Regions from separate parts of the Mus musculus genome. Here region 2 is linked to region 1. A link is a contact called in public HiChIP or PLAC-seq data. All regions are on one chromosome and are shown on one strand. The core of a region is the stretch at or near the end of the contact, and the rest is flanking DNA. Distances in the headings are between cores, read along the strand shown.

Evidence for each region. HiChIP or PLAC-seq counts read pairs in DNA pulled down with a chosen protein or histone mark.
Region 2: an HNF4G HiChIP or PLAC-seq map of pancreatic cancer cells shows a contact between it and region 1. The contact joins two enhancer-like sites. A contact is called at or near these places in 1 of 39 promoter capture datasets (pre-B cells), 1 of 484 Hi-C or Micro-C datasets (embryonic stem cells) and 1 of 115 datasets of contacts at active chromatin or transcription factors (pancreatic cancer cells).

Annotation. Positions count from the first base shown.
Region 1 is chr14:65,342,011-65,345,034 of GRCm38.p6, reverse strand. No RefSeq gene overlaps it. Among named protein-coding and RNA genes, the nearest start is that of Zfp395, 15 kb to the left of the region's middle. Within about 2 kb of position 1,609, at least 394 of the 459 cell types and tissues checked have an H3K27ac peak or open chromatin away from gene starts, as enhancers often do. A contact at or near this core is called in pancreatic cancer cells, where this site is marked.
Region 2 is chr14:66,146,149-66,149,172 of GRCm38.p6, reverse strand. Chrna2 (cholinergic receptor, nicotinic, alpha polypeptide 2 (neuronal)) reads right to left here. Exons shown (of 7, transcript NM_144803.2): 5 at 2,658-2,767; 6 at 1-386. Among named protein-coding and RNA genes, the nearest start is that of Chrna2, 6.7 kb to the right of the region's middle. Within about 2 kb of position 1,527, at least 43 of the 459 cell types and tissues checked have an H3K27ac peak or open chromatin away from gene starts, as enhancers often do. A contact at or near this core is called in pancreatic cancer cells, where this site is marked.

The DNA.
Region 1 (3,024 bases), core at 360-2,859:
ACTGGGCAGTGCACCACAGCCTGGAACTCCAGCTTCGGGAGATGCAGCACCTCTGGTCATTTGGGAACCTGCACTCACTCACATATACCCACATGCAAGCACACACACAATCTAAGATAATAATACATCTTTAATAACTAACACCAGGGAATAGAGGACTGATGTTCCAAATTAGAGACACTAATGACAGAAAATCACACGTCCTCACACAATAGGGTCAGCGCTTTGGGGGGTGGGGTAATTCAAAAGCCTCCTGTTCCCTTCCTTCTCTATGTTTGTGACTTCTGACTGACTAGAGTCTTTATGTGGTGTGCTTCAAGTCCTCAGATATAAACCGGTTAGGTAGTGGTAATGGATACAGTAGCAAATACCACGTACAGCTACAGTTTCTCCGTGCTTTGTATTTTTCAGATGAATGGAAACTCATTTGAGGAAGGTATTGCCCGGTGTTCGCTAATTTTTGCGAGTTCATTTGTGGAGCACATTAGGTTGTGTGAGCAGCCCTCTGGCTCATCCTAGTTAGAAAAACCAAGCACAAGCTATTGAATTGCCTAGAACAACCCCCAAAGGGCTTATTTGTGTGTATTGTGGCCAGATGCAAGCATGTGAACTACGTGAGGACCAGCAAATGAATCAGTTCCTGGAAAAAAAAAAAAAAGTGGCAGAGACCCACTCAGGAACAAGCACGCAGCAGGCGTCCACCTCTTCGAGCAGCAACACTAGAAACACCGCTCCATAGTCCTATCCTAAAGGATCCAAGAAATTCAGGGCCTAAAAAAACGATGTGCATGCAACCCTTCACCAACCACAGTACTGTGTGTGCAGGGTGGAAGGCGCAAAGGCCAGGAGGAGCTGTGCAGCCACTAGGAACTTGTTTGAAGACTGCGCTGCGCCGGATCATCCAGCTCCTATCCAGGCCCACCGCAGCCCCGGCCCCCAGCCCGTTCCGCTCCCTCAGCTTGGAACTCCGGGCCACGTTTTCGCGCTTGCTCTCCCACCCCCCTCCGCCAACACCGGGTTACTGCTCCCCCGCCAGGAGTAAACAAGCAGCCGGAGCCCGCAGCCAGTAAGCCGGGCCCCTGAGCCCAGTTTCCTGCGCCAGCCCTAGCAACAGGCCCCGCCCCCACGACAGGCCCCGCCCGCATGCCTTCTTCCACTCCCACCCCTCCGTTCCTTCTCTCGCCGGGTCCCGGAGCGCTAGAGGCCCGGAGCCTTCAGCCAGCCTCCTCCCAAGGGACCGCCCCGCCCACGCGGCCCCGCCCACGTGACTCGCGCTATGGGCCGGAGAGAAAAATAAGCTGGGGGCGTGGCCAGATCCCGTCCCGCCCCGCCCCGAGGCCTGCGCGGCCTGGCTCTGCTCCAGCCCGCGAGCCGGGCTGGGCTTCGTGGCGGCGTGTATGCCGCTTCTGTTTCTGCAGGCGCAACGCGCTTTGCTCCATCTTCCCTATAGCCTCTGCTCGGCTGAACCTCTTAAAGTCGCTGCCTGAGCCCCAGAATCGGCCTTTCGGTCCTTAAACGTATACATTCCGGCGGCGTAAACGCGCACCCCTGCGCGGTCAGGGTGGCGCTGGTCGCCCTTTCCTAGAAGGTGAGCGAACTTGAGGTTCAGGACTGAAGAGATCCACTGTCAGACTCCACCTCCTGTTGCTTCTGTCTGGTCTCTTACTGGTCAGTGTCAAATGACTGACCACTCCAAACCTGCAGCCCAGTCTCAGCCCCCGCCTCATCCGGGGACAGCACAACTGCTATAATGGAGCTAGGCATAGCTGGCAAAGAGAGGTGGGAGGCCTTCCCAGCAGTACTTTCTTGTGCCTGTGACAAGAGGAAGGATTGTTCAGGCCAGAATTCCGCAGCCCCTTTCTTCACCTACTTGTTATCTTAGGCAAATCTTTGCTGGATTCCAGAGATAACTTATAACCCGGAGGAGGAGCGACAGTAACTACCTAACAGAGATGATGCACAGAGTAACACCAGTAGATAAGGTGTTCAGAATAGGGATTGGCATCCAAGCTAATAAAAAAAAAAAAAAATCACTCAGGACTGGTCACACACTGTTGTCTTTTTAACGTGCTCCCTGCTAGTACCTGCAGCAGCCTGACAAGGCTTTAGGGGCCTGAAGTCAAGGTTTTTTGGGGGGAAGGATGGAGGAACAAACAGGGGATCTCTTTACAGGCTAAGGCAAATGCATCTTATGGCTAGTAACCCTTGAAATCTTGTGGGATTCAACCCAGACCTTGTTCCTGTTATTGTAGCCGTCCACCACTGAGCTACACCCCCATTCTTCTTTGTACAGATTAGTTTGAGAACTTGTGACTCTCTTTCCCAAACAGCTGAGCTTACAGACTTGAACTACCTGATCCAGCACCGAACACGTTTCTAAGTGGAAGGAATGTGCAGTGAACGATCTGTGGTGCCAAGGAAAGAGGTGTGGATGGTGGGGTCTGGAACAGGACGAAGATGGGAGTCTGAGAAAGAAGCTGGCCATAGACCCAGACAGGACAGGGAGACACTACAAGACCCTGGTCTTTTATTCTGACCCCTCATTCCATAAATTACACAAGTGATAGTGTGCTCAAGTTTCTTCAGATGGAGCCTTTTTGCTCTCTCTCCTTTATCAGGTCTCTCTATTAGCCTCAACTCCATCCTGTGGGTACTGGTGGTTAACAAATGTTTCAATGTGTGTTAAATGAAAACTTATATACATTACCCTCTGGGCCCATAACTTTATCTCCCTTCCTTCTTCCCTCCCTCCCTTCCTCCCTTCCTCCCTTCCTCCCTTCCTCCCTTCCTCCCTTCCTTCCTTCCTTCCTTCCTTCTTTCCTTCTTTTTTTATTTTATGAGGCAGAATTTCTCTGTACCCATACACCCATGCAGTCTCTCACACGTACACATAGAACAGAGATAAATCTTAAACATATTTAAAGGAATTTTTGCTTCCTTATGCAACTCCAGAATTATAGGAAGCCAAGAGAGGTATTACCTGGGGTATACAGCCAGTGAGACTTAGAACCAAGTTTCTGCTTC
Region 2 (3,024 bases), core at 278-2,777, 800 kb before region 1:
TGAGCAGGCACGGGATAATGAGGTTGATGGTGTAGAACAGCGGCAGCCGGCGGATAACGAAGTAGTAGGTGACGTCGGGGTAGATCTCCGCGCAGCAGTCGTACTTCTTGCTGTTATAGGTTCCGGTGGCGTTGATAATGGCCCACTCGCCGCTCTCCCAGTAGTCCTTCAGGTCCACCGTCCGCTCCATCTGCTCCAGGTCGATCTTGGCCTTGTCGTATGTCCAGGAGCCAAACTTCATCTTGCAGTTCTGCTGGTCGAAGGGGAAGAAAGTCACGTCGATGCTGCAGGAGCTCTTGTAGATGGCTGGGGGCACCCAGTGCACAGTGCCCGTGAAGAAGAGGTGGGCCTTGGTCATGTGGGTCACCGCAAACTCCCCGTCTGCACTGGGAAGAGGAGACAAGCTGGGATCCTGCATATCTGCCTCTTCCGTGAAGCAGGGCAACTGAGTAAACAAACTCACTATTGACTGGCTAAGTAGAGTCATCCAAGCAAGGGCAAGATAAATCTCTCCTACAGACAGACGTATCTGAGTTGCCTTTTCAAATACCAGTGTTTTAATTGCAGAAGTAAAAAATTTAAATAAACTAAAAAAAAAAAAAACCACGATTGCCATTTTGATGTCATAATTATATATCTGACTGTCATAAAGACTATTCCTTAATTTTTCATATTTCAAATCATGGGACATTTATAGTCTGATCCTGTTATTATCCATTTAGTATGTTGAAGTTTTTGTGGTTGTTTTATGAGACAGGGATCTTACTATGTGGCCCCAGCTGGCCCCCAACTTGCTGGCTGGATTTAAACTTGTGATCCTCCTGCCTCAGTATCTTGAGTTCTGGAATAACAGGTATTCTCCACCATACCTGACTAGAGTAAAGGTTTTTGAGTGTTTTGATCTCCCTCACGATTAAATGGGAACTCAGTTCCAGAGGAGGAGGATCCTAGATCTTGTACCCAGATCTTTTTCGTTCCTTTCCAGACGAGACTAACATTTTGGCTGGTGAGGAAACTCCCTGTACTCTGTGCATTTAGCACAGTATTTGGGGCCAGTTTCATCTACCAGGGCCTGTACCTGAGGGATGTGAGATGTGGTTCCTGCCCTTGGGGAACCACATGGAAATGAAATATAGTCACATGACATCACCATGCAACTGGGCATTTGGAATGCTTCTGAGATCAGGAGGGACTTCTGGCTGGGCTCAACAGGATTACTGTGAAAGCTTAATTAGTTCTTGACCTGGGAGGTGAGACAAGAGCATAAAAACAGGAAGCCTCACAAGAACAAGGAAGAAATCGGCAGGCAGGACTCCATAGGACTCTGGGTTTCCCTGGGTAGAAATAGTCTTTAAACTCCACCCCCAATTCCTACATTCAACCCAAACCGGTAGTGATAATTTCGGTCATTTCACATAACTACCACTAGATGGCAGCAGGCCCCCATTCGGGGGAAGAGGCCATGTGACTTCACTGACCCTTTGCCTATTAACCTGCAGGAGGGTGTCGTTCACACACCCCTTAAATGCAGCTGTTCTGACTAGCCTTTGTCCTACCAGAAGAACTTGATGCAATCAGGTATTAGCAACCAGCTGTCTTATTGACAATTTAAAAACTCAGATAAATCTGCTGCTGGGACTTTGTTCCTGATCTGTCAGAGAGAACCAGAAACTGGAAGGATCCTAGGTGCCACCTCAGGGCACAGAGATGGGGCCTGGGGAACTCGGGGCATATGACTCCTGCAGAAGCAAACAACAGGTGTTTAAGGCTTAGACCACCAGGGGGTGACTATGCTATCCAAAATTATGTCACATGCCAACCCCCCCCCCCCCACACACACCACCACCAAGAACCTTCCATGCCTATTCATATCTCAAGAAGGTAGCAGTGTCCCCCAGAGACCTGCTTTAGAAAATGTTAGCAAGAGACACTGCCATCATTTAAGTATTAACGTCTGGATTTCTCTGTGAAACCTTACCCAAGCCAAAAAGGAAAGAATAAGTTTTAGTTTCTTTTATGAGAAAGTGTGTGTGTGTGTGTGTGTGTGTGTGTGTGTGTGTGTGTGAGAGAGGGAGAGAGAGAGAGAGAGAGAGATGCCAGTGCACATGAGTATGTGTCTGTGTATATATATGCATGCATGTTTGTGTATGTGTGTATGTATGTATGTATGTATTAGAGAGAGAGTGTGTGCTGGCACACATGTGTGAATAAATGTGTGTATGTGTGTGGTGTGTGCACATGTGTGGGTAGTGCTTGTGCATATTTGAGTGTGTATAGGCCTAAGGCTGCCATCAAGTATCTTTCCTTGACCATGCTCCATCTTTACTTCTTGAGACAGGTCCTCAAGAATCGAAGGCTTGTCTGGCTAAACTGACTGGTCAGTGAACTTCTAGGATCTACCTGTCTCCCCTATCCCCAGTGCTAAAGTGCTCTCTCTCTCTCTCTCTCTCTCTCTCTCTCATACACACACACACTCACAGAAACAGACAGACAGACAGACAGACAGACAGACAGACAGAGCGAGCCAGAGTACCACTCCCAGCTTTTATGTGACCACTGAGGATTCAAACAGATTTTCTTGCTAGCCCAGCAAGAGCTCTTGCTCGCCTAGTTCTCTCCCCTCCCAGATGCACTTTAATTAGTAACTGGCTTCTTACTTGTTGTAGAGAACAATGTCTGGGATCCAGATCATCTCTGAGGGGACGCGGAGGGAGGTGATGTTGCCAAACTCAGCCGGGTCCCAGCGCAGCTTGTAGTCATTCCATTCCTGCTCAGGGGAGTGGTCACATCAGAGCACTGCCCCACCGGGACCTTTAGGTGATCTGAGGAGCTGTGGGACTGTAGCACCCCTGTGTCCCTCTCCTAGCCCCCACAGAATCCACAGAGTCTATGGCACGAGGAAAAGGCTGCTATGGGAATAGGGCAAACCATTTCTGATAAGCAGCCCATTTTGTTCCGACTCTGGTAGTGAAAATCCCAGGCAGCCAGTGCCAGCACACTTGGCCCTCTAGCTGTGCCTCTGGC